2 separate regions of the Mus musculus genome follow, and region 2 is linked to region 1. The links are chromatin contacts, called in public HiChIP or PLAC-seq maps. All regions are on one chromosome and are shown on one strand. The core of a region is the stretch at or near the end of the contact, and the rest is flanking DNA. Distances in the headings are between cores, read along the strand shown. Region 1 holds the start of Snhg15 (small nucleolar RNA host gene 15). Region 2 overlaps Ccm2 (cerebral cavernous malformation 2).

Evidence for each region. HiChIP or PLAC-seq counts read pairs in DNA pulled down with a chosen protein or histone mark.
Region 2: a contact with region 1 is called in an H3K4me3 HiChIP or PLAC-seq map of the 230-238 cell line, with 42 read pairs. The contact joins the enhancer-like site here to the promoter of Snhg15 in region 1. A contact is called at or near these places in 7 of 39 promoter capture datasets (the C10 cell line, cranial neural crest, hematopoietic stem and progenitor cells and 3 more), 2 of 15 datasets of contacts at CTCF or cohesin (large pre-B cells and pro-B cells), 10 of 484 Hi-C or Micro-C datasets (the 63-12 cell line, B cells, CD8 T cells and 4 more), 7 of 115 datasets of contacts at active chromatin or transcription factors (the 230-238 cell line, the SCID.adh cell line and embryonic stem cells) and 3 of 9 other capture datasets (adipose tissue, liver and pancreatic islet).

Annotation. Positions count from the first base shown.
Region 1 is chr11:6,526,868-6,531,354 of GRCm38.p6, reverse strand. It overlaps Snhg15 (small nucleolar RNA host gene 15), which reads left to right and starts at 2,595. Exons shown (of 4, transcript NR_045893.1): 1 at 2,595-2,807; 2 at 2,981-3,049. LOC115487884 (a small nucleolar RNA gene) reads left to right here and starts at 3,190; the gene lies at 3,190-3,322.
Region 2 is chr11:6,584,075-6,588,254 of GRCm38.p6, reverse strand. Ccm2 (cerebral cavernous malformation 2) reads right to left here. Exons shown (of 10, transcript NM_146014.3): 3 at 3,652-3,735; 4 at 3,038-3,221. Among named protein-coding and RNA genes, the nearest start is that of Nacad, 20 kb to the left of the region's middle. Within about 2 kb of position 1,389, at least 103 of the 459 cell types and tissues checked have an H3K27ac peak or open chromatin away from gene starts, as enhancers often do. A contact at or near this core is called in the 230-238 cell line, the 63-12 cell line, B cells and 5 more, where this site is marked.

The DNA of each region.
Region 1 (4,487 bases), core at 1,346-3,845:
CACACACAGACATACATGCAGGCAAAACACCCATACTGTGATTTAACTCTGACACAAGCCAGAGTTATTTGAAAGGAGGGAATCTAAATTGAGAAAATGTCACCATAAGATCTGGCTGTAGAGCCGGGCGTGGTGGCTCACGCCTTTAATCTCAGCACTTGGGAGGCAGAGGCAGGCAGATTTCTGAGTTCAAGGCCAGCCCGGTCTACAAAGTGAGTTCCAGGACAGCCAGAGCTATACAGAGAAACCCTGTCTCAAAAAAAAAAAAAAAAAAAAAATCTGGCTCTGGCTGTAGGGCATTTTCTTAATGAATGATTGATGGGGGAAGTGTCCATCCCACTGTGGGTGGGGCCATCCCTAGACTGGTGGTCCTATAAGCCTGCTTTTTGTAAGAAAGCAAGCTGAGCATGCCTCGATGAGCAAGGCAGTCAGCTGTACCCCTCCATAGCCCTTGGGTCAGCTCTGCCCCCCAGGTCCGGGACCTGCTTGAGTTCCTGTCCTTGCTGCTTTTGATAATGAACTGTCATATGAAACTGTAAGTGAAATAAGCCTGTCCCTCCCCACGTTGGCTTTGGTCATGGTGTTTTATGACAGGGATAGAAACCCTAAGACATATACACATAAAATATGTTTTTAAAAATTTAATAACACAAGTAGGGATTAATTTTTTTTAAAGATTTATTTATTTATTTATTATATGTAAGTACACTGTAGCTGTCTTCAGACACTCCAGAAGAAGGAGTCAGATCTCATTATGGGTGGTTGTAAGCCACCATGTGGTTGCTGGGATTTGAACTTCGAACCTTCGGAAGAGCAGTCGGGTGCTCTTACCCACTGAGCCATCTCACCAGCCCCTAATTTTTTTTAAAGTTTTTTTTTTTTTTAAAGATTTATTTATTATATGTAAGTACACTGTAGCTGTCTTCAGACACTCCAGAAGAAGGAGTCAGATCTCATTATGGGTGGTTGTGAGCCACCATGTGGTTGCTGGGATTTGAACTTCGAACCTTCGGAAGAGCAGTCGGGTGCTCTTACCCGCTGAGCCATCTCACCAGCCCCTAATTTTTTTAATTATAGTTATTTAATGCGTGCACATGCACGGAGTTCAAAGAACAACTTGTGGGACTTGCTCCTCTCCTACCACAAGTGTGCCAGGGGTCAAACTCAGGTCATCAGGCTCTGTGTCAAGTGCCTTTCTTTACCCAGTGAGCCATCGTGTTGGCCCCAAACAGGCAGGTTTTGCAATTTGGAGTCAAGGAACAAACTCTTGTCATTAAAGCATTGAAAGTTGGAGCCTCAAGTCCTCTGACAACTACATTCAGAAAAGATGACTCCCAGCTGGGCCTGGTGAGCCCGGATTGTAATCCCAGCTACTTGAATGTGCAGATCCCTGGAACTGCAGTTAAGGATAGTTGTCATCACCATGTGGACGCTGGGAATTGAATCTGGGCTCTGTGTAAGAGTGGCAAGTGCTTTTAACTACTGAGCCATCTCTACAGCACCAATTATAAACTCTTTGTAATTTTTATTGTTACATTTGTGTGTGTTTGTATGTGTGACACGTAAGCATGCACATACACACAGCCTACAAGTGGAGTGGGCAAACAATTTGATGAAGTCCCCTTTCCTTCCACCTTATAGTTTCTGAGATTCAAATTTAGGCTTAGTGGCAAGAGCCTTTCGCTGCCGATCTACCTTCCTGGGCCAAAAATAAAGTCTTAGCTCCTTTTCAGTTATGAGCCTGTGGTTTGTGTCACTAGAAATTTAATGAGAACTAAGCCACCCAACCTCTAAAAAGAGGGGGGAATAAAAGAGAGAAAGAAAAATTCAAGAAAGGGCTGAGGATGTGACAGTAGAGCATTTGCAAGCTCAAGGCCCTGGGCTTGGGAATGGTTCTCCGGTGACTTCTGATCTGAGTGTGGCCATAAGCTTTGTTAACTATTACAAAGACTCGTGCTTCTTGTGGTGCTTGTTTCTGCAGCAAATTCGTGAAGAAGTCCATGTTGGAAGGTGAAGAAAGGGCAGACATATGTTTTTAAAAGAAAGGAAAAGATGGGCAGTGGTGTCCCACGCCTTTAATCTTAACACTGTGGAGGCAGAAGCAGGTGGATCTGAGTTCGAGGCCAGCCTGTTCTACAGAGTTCCTGGACAGCCAGGCCTTCACTGAGAAACTTGTCTCGAAAAACAAAACAAACAAAAAATAAAGAAAATAAAAATGCTGACCGAGGTTTTCTTTCCTGCCCCCTCTCACTTTCTGGTCCATTCACATCACTTTGTTGTTGGTTGTTGTTGTGTTGGTCCATCCCAGGGCCCAGCGTCCACGTGTTTCTCAGCCAGGGCTACCTCCGGTTCCAGGCCCCAGCTTTGGCACCCGGATTACTAAAAGGATAGGATGCAGAAGGCAATCCCTGAGTCTGAGGTCCGCATTCGATCAACCGCCACTACCAGGACCGGCCAGCTGGGGGAGCGGGTTAAACCCGCGCTCGAGGCCACGCCCCAGGGGCGCTGACGTCAGTGTCTTGGAGCCCGCGCACGCGGCTTTGGGCGGGGCTGCGTGGTGACGTTACGCGTGCGCGGCTCGCTGCTGTGACCGTAACTTTAAGCACACGTGAGCGTCCTCAGCTGGCAGCCATGGCTGGCGGGTCCTTCCTAGCATGTGCTGCGGCCCTCACCTTATCTTCCGTCATCAGGGCACAGGCGCCGTGCAGGGCTATTCCGAGTCCAGGTAGAGATGGCTGAGCTCGGTGGCAGGAGATCAGCCTGCGGTGGAGCAGGGACGTTTGCCCTGGGGAGACACGTGCCACCGGGTGAGTTAGGCCTGTTTCTGGGGGATTCCTTTCCAACCCCAGCTAGTTCCGCCCAAGCAAGCAGAGTCTTCCCTCAAGAGATTTTTTTTTCCTTTTACGAGAGAACGTTCGGAGGGGCTAGAACTGGGTGATACGCACTGGCTGCGCTGAATCTGTCTTTTCTCCCCTCCTAGGTGGACATCGAGGCCCTGTGGGTGGCCCTACAGCGTGGAAGGGATGACCGAGCTTTGGGACATGTCCTGGTAAGTCAGTTGTGGAAGCTCGGTGGCCGGTGAAGCCAAACTCCGTATCTTGAATTCATTTTCAGGACTAATTCTCTCCCCTAGACTTCTGGGGACTGGGAGACTGCAGTATGGGTCGTGCAGGATTGGAGTGATATACTTAGCAAGCCTCCAGCGTGCTTGGGTCTGCAGTGACCCTGTGCATTCCTACAGTGCTTGCCAGAACAATTTTGAAGTGGTTTGAGGCCTTGCCCTGCCCTCTCCAGAGCAAGGTTATAGAAATTTCAGACAATATGGCAGACACCTGCCACGTGGATAAATTACAAGCCGGTAAGATTTGCAATGCTGCACTTTGGGTTTTTTGTTTTGTTTAACTGTGTGGGATAGTTCTGCACATGGTGCAGAGGCAAATAAGTCATTTCTTGTTGGTTTTGTTTTGAGGCAAGGTTTCTCTGTAGTTCTTGCTGTCCTGGAACTCAAAACAGATCCACTCACCTCTGCCTCCTGAGTGCTGGGATTAAAGGTGTGTAAGGCTACACCCAGCTGAATATTTTTCTGTGCTCCAGAGTTAGTACAAAGTAGTAAATCCTTAAAACAGTTACAAAATACAGCAGGAGTACCAGAGTTGGGTCTCCGGTGTTGAAGTAAAACCCCAGGTGTGGTGACACGTGGTTTTGGTTCCATTTGGGCTCTAGGCCTTATTTTTCTTTTTTTTTTTTTCTTTTCTCGAGACAAGGTTTCTCTGTGTAGCCCTGGCTGTCCTGGAACTCACTTTGTAGACCAGGCTGGCCTGGAACTCAGAAATCCATCTGCCTCTACCTCCCGAGTGCTGGGATTAAAGACGTGTGCCACCACACCGGGCCTTAGGCCTGGTTCTTAAAAGGCAGAGAGCCTGCAGATGGTAGAAATCTGGCTGCTGTGCCAATACCTAAGGAAAGCCTCCCGGCAAAAGGAAGGAATCCCAGGTACTGGGATTAAGGGTGTGTGTTACCACACCAGGCCCTCATTTCAAATCTTTATGTTGAAAGGGAATAAAACTGTAATTCATGTAATGTATGTTAAATAGCCCAAAGAGTTGTTTCTGAGCTTTGAAACCTGGGGCTGAGAACATAGCAGAACAGACCAGGACATGCCCGGGCAAGCCCATCGCCTCCCTAGCTCCCACCCCTCTGACCTAAGTTAAATGTTACAGGCTGCTGATGTGAAACCGCGCCAATTCCTCCCCCAGCCCCACTCCTTTTCTATAAAAACCCCTAGCTTCCAAGCCTCGTGGTCGAATCCACTGTCTCCTGTTATGTGAGATACGTTTCGACCCGGAGCTCCGCCATTAAAAAAACCTCTTGTTGTTACATCAAGGTGTTGTGTTCTATTCGTGATTCTTGGGTGCACGCCGAATCGGGAGCTGAGTGGGGGTTTCCCCACTGAGTTCTTTCAATGTCACATATGTGAGTGCACTGTC
Region 2 (4,180 bases), core at 140-2,639, 58 kb before region 1:
GACCAGCCTTCAGCAAACACTATCTCAAAAAAAAAAAAAAAAAAAAAAAAAAAAAGCCAAAATGGGCAGTGGTGGTACACACCTTTAATCCCAGCACTTGGGAGGCAGAGGCAGGTGGATTTCTGAGTTCGAGGCCAGCCTGGTCTACAAAGTGAATTCCAGGACAGCCAGAGAAACCCTGTCTCGAAAAACAAAAACCAAAACAAACAAAACAAACAAACAAACAAAAAATAGAAGGCTAGGGATGTAGTTCAGCTGGTATATGTATACCCCCCACCCCCACATACAGAGAGAGACTATGAATGTATTATTATAAGTCATTTCACTTGTTTTTATTTTTGTTAACATTTTAAATTAGCTTCTTGGCCCTCAGTGGGCAGCTGTGAAGTGTGGGTACCAGCCAGGTACCATCTGTGAGAGGATGTCACTTCTACCCTCTGGGCAGCAGGCCGAGACAGCCACACAGGCTCAGACCTGCCTGCCACCTGCCTCTCCTCCATCTCTGGCAGATAAGCAGGTTCCCTGCTTCAGCCTCTCTCCAGGTGAATGGACCTGAGCTGTCCACACTTGACTGCCTCAAACACTAGAACCCTCTGGACAGAAGAGATACACAGGTGCCTGCCTCATGCAAGGAGGTGCCCAGCGAGCGTTACCAATGCATCTGCCTGGCTCTGGGTGAGGAAACTACAAGCCAAAACCCAAACCAGCCCTTGTGCCCAGAAGCCCGGATCAGGGTGGATACACACACACTCCTGCCACAGCGAGGCCGCCCTGGGACAGAGATGCATTCTCTGCTGCTGAGAGGAGCAGACTCTCTGCACTGTGTCTCATGGTTTTGGAATGTTCCTTATATGGAGGGAAATTTCTATTTTCTCTTCCTTAACAATTTATTGTACTGATTCAAGCAGAGAAACATCCCTGCAGCATGAGAACTATAGGGAACGCTTCTCCATATCAGCTTAAAATACCCACAGGAACCTGATCAGGAGCCAGGCTCCTCCCTCTCTTCTCTGAGAGTCAAGAGCCAGAGGCTCACCTTGGTGATGCTGGACAGGGGTCTGAAGCAGGAAGGAACCAGTTCAAGACCACCTACCTTCACCCACTTGTGAGCGGAGACTCATGGACGCCTCTTAGGTATATTATAGTTGCTAACTGAGGTAGTTCATGTCAGATACTTTGTACTAGTTTGAGTCATGTTAAACTGACATTTTTACAGATTAAAATAGTGACAATTTCGTACTGCTTAACCTAATTCAATGCCTAGCATCAAACAGACAGACTCACTCAACCCTGAGAAAAAAAACAAAACACTCTGACTTGGATGCTAAGTAAGTGACAAAGACTTGGCCTCCAGGTGGTGCTACCAGGAAGTGAGAAAAAAATTAGGAAGTGCTTTGGTCACAGGGGCATGCTATCAAAAGAAACCATGGGGCCCAACCCTGTTCCTATTTTTGGGCTTTCTGGCTGTGAAGCAAGCAGCTATGCTCTGCCATACAATTCCTACCTGCACCGAGCCTAGAAGCAACGGTCTCTTGGTCTGGAACCTCATTAGCCAAGAGCCAAACAAGCCTTTTCCACTTTTAAAAAGCTCACTTGTGTAATTCCATTACTCAGAAAGCTGAGGCAGAACTGTTGTAAGTTCAAGGCTACCCTGGACCTCAGAGTGAATTCCAGGTCAGATAAGATTAGAGTGAGATCTTAACTAAAAATAAGCCTTTGTAAGTTAAATAATTCAAGAGGAGCTTGTTCAGATGAACTTGGTAATCAAACTATCTTCTGTGTGAGGGCAAGTATCTACCACATGCATCTACATATGTGTGTAGATGTGACTGGGCTGGGCAGGCAAGTGTGTTCCAGTCTATGGGAGTGTGATATATGCAACTGTGTGTATATAGTATGTGTGATATGGGACGTGTGAGTTGTATAAGAGAAAATATGGTATGTAAGTATGCTGGGCAGGGAATGAGCCATTCTACATAGACAAGGCAGAGCAGCTAAAATCACTTCACAACCCCAGCTGCCTGGAGCTGACCATAGCACTTGAACTAGCATCATAAGACACTCTTCCCATACCGTGAAAAAGCCTAGACCATCTGACCCTTGTGCCTTGTCACCAGCCCTCTGGAGCTGGCTTTGGGATCATCCTCACTCGGAGTGACCCAGCAAGCCTAGGCCAGTGTGCCTGTGCTGACACAGGTAGGGCAGGTTCTCCCCTCATTTCTCATTGCCGTAGATGTTAGGGTGGACACTAACATGAAGGAAGGCGGGCCCTGTGAGCACTGGGGGAGGAGCACCCGGGGGAGGAGCACAGCAAGTGGAAGGAGCACCCTGCTGTCTGAACAAGGAGGCAGCACGGGGCCGGGGGAACTGGCTTTGCTGTCCCAGCTTTGGGAACACTGGGGCTCAAATGTAGACTGGAGACTAGATGTGGCTGGGCAACCTTAACGCTAGTATCCAGGAGGCAGAGGCAGGGAGACCTCTGCGAGTTCTAAGACAGCCAGGGCTATGTAGAGACCCTGTCTCATTAAAAACAAACAAACAAAACAACAACAAAACAACAAAACAAATGTTGGTTGGGCTCAGAGGAAGTCCCTGTTACAGCTTTCGGTCACCACCCTTCTTTCTGGGGATCACCTATATCTAAGCAGTGGAGGCAACATCAATTATGGGGAGCAGGGACTGAGAAGTCACCAGGAGGAAGGTGGTTTTTGAGACAGGGTCTCACTATGTAGCTCTGGCTGTCCTGGAACTCACTTTAGAGACCAGGCCTCAAACTCACAGAGATCCACCTGCCTCTGAGCACACCTGGCCCAAGAAAAACCTTATTTAAACACTGACCCTGAATACTGTATTCCTCAAGTCTCCAAAGGCCCTGAGTGTGACAGGGACCCTGGGACAGAGCTCATGGCAGGAAATCTAATTTATAGCCGTAGCAGGTGGCAGTGCGTAGCCTGGAGCTGCAGAAACCATCACAATGGCAGGAAACCAGGGATTCTCCTTTGGACGTGGACCTCCAGACCAGCCAGCCAATCCATACCTGTCTTCAGGACCACCAGGTGTGCAGCATCATCTCGGACATAGGAGACAGCAGCGATATCATGGATGGGCACCCTGAGGATAATGTCCTCCCCGTCCCTCCAGGCCAACTTGACATTGTAGGCAGACAGACTGAGCACAGCATCGTGCTCCTGAGTCAGGTGCCCAGGAAGCTGGTGGGACCGCTGCAAAGAATCACAAGCATCAGAAACGCTGGACCACTGTGTCCAGCTCTCCTCTGGGAGCACTGTGCTGGCTACAGTCCTCGGTTAAAAGCCAAGGAGAGGCGAAAAAAGTAGCACTCGCCCCGAGAATGTCAACATGTTTGAATCATGTGAGGGATTCTTCTGGAACTACCTTTTTTTGATCAGTATCTGGAAATTTAGAATATCTTAAAACTGAGTTTGGGGAGGAGCCCAAAACCAAGTCTAGAGATTAAAGGTCCCAACTAAGAAACCATCTTTGTCTGAAGACTTTGTATAGCCAAGAACACCCACAAAGTGACAGAGCTGAGCCGTCCCTCTCAGGCTGAGGTCACAGGTGAGGGGACCAGGGGCTGATGCAGGCTAAGTAGAAAAGCATATTGGGGGAGCGGGGGATGGGACAGGCTTTTACCTTTGCCTTGTCTATGAAATGCAGGATTTCCGTCCTACTGGAAGGGTTCAGGTAGCCGGGAATGGATGTTAACTGACCTAAATACTGCAAGAGAGGGAGGAAAGAGTACTACTGTGAGAACAGCCAGGACTACTGTCGCTGCAGAGTGCCCCCAGCCATCAGGACCACCGTCTTCTGCACTGTCAGCACAGCCCCGGTTTTTGTTGTTGTTGTTTTTATTTTTTTAATTTCAAGATGGGGTTTCCCTCTGTAGCTCTGACTGTCTTGGAACTCACTCTGTAGCCAGATTGATTCATTGATTAACTGTCTATTTACCTACCTACCAACCCACCTACTAACCTATCATGTGCTCTGTGTGTGTGTGTGTGTGTGTGCGCCTCGCGCGCACGGCATGCATTTTAACTTGCATGTTTGCCAGGGACCTCTGGAAGAGGACCACTACTCTTAAGCACTGAGCCATCTCTCCAGCCCCGAGCCCTGCGCGCTTACTGAAGTCTCAGCAGCTGTGATAATCTTCCCACATTTCCTA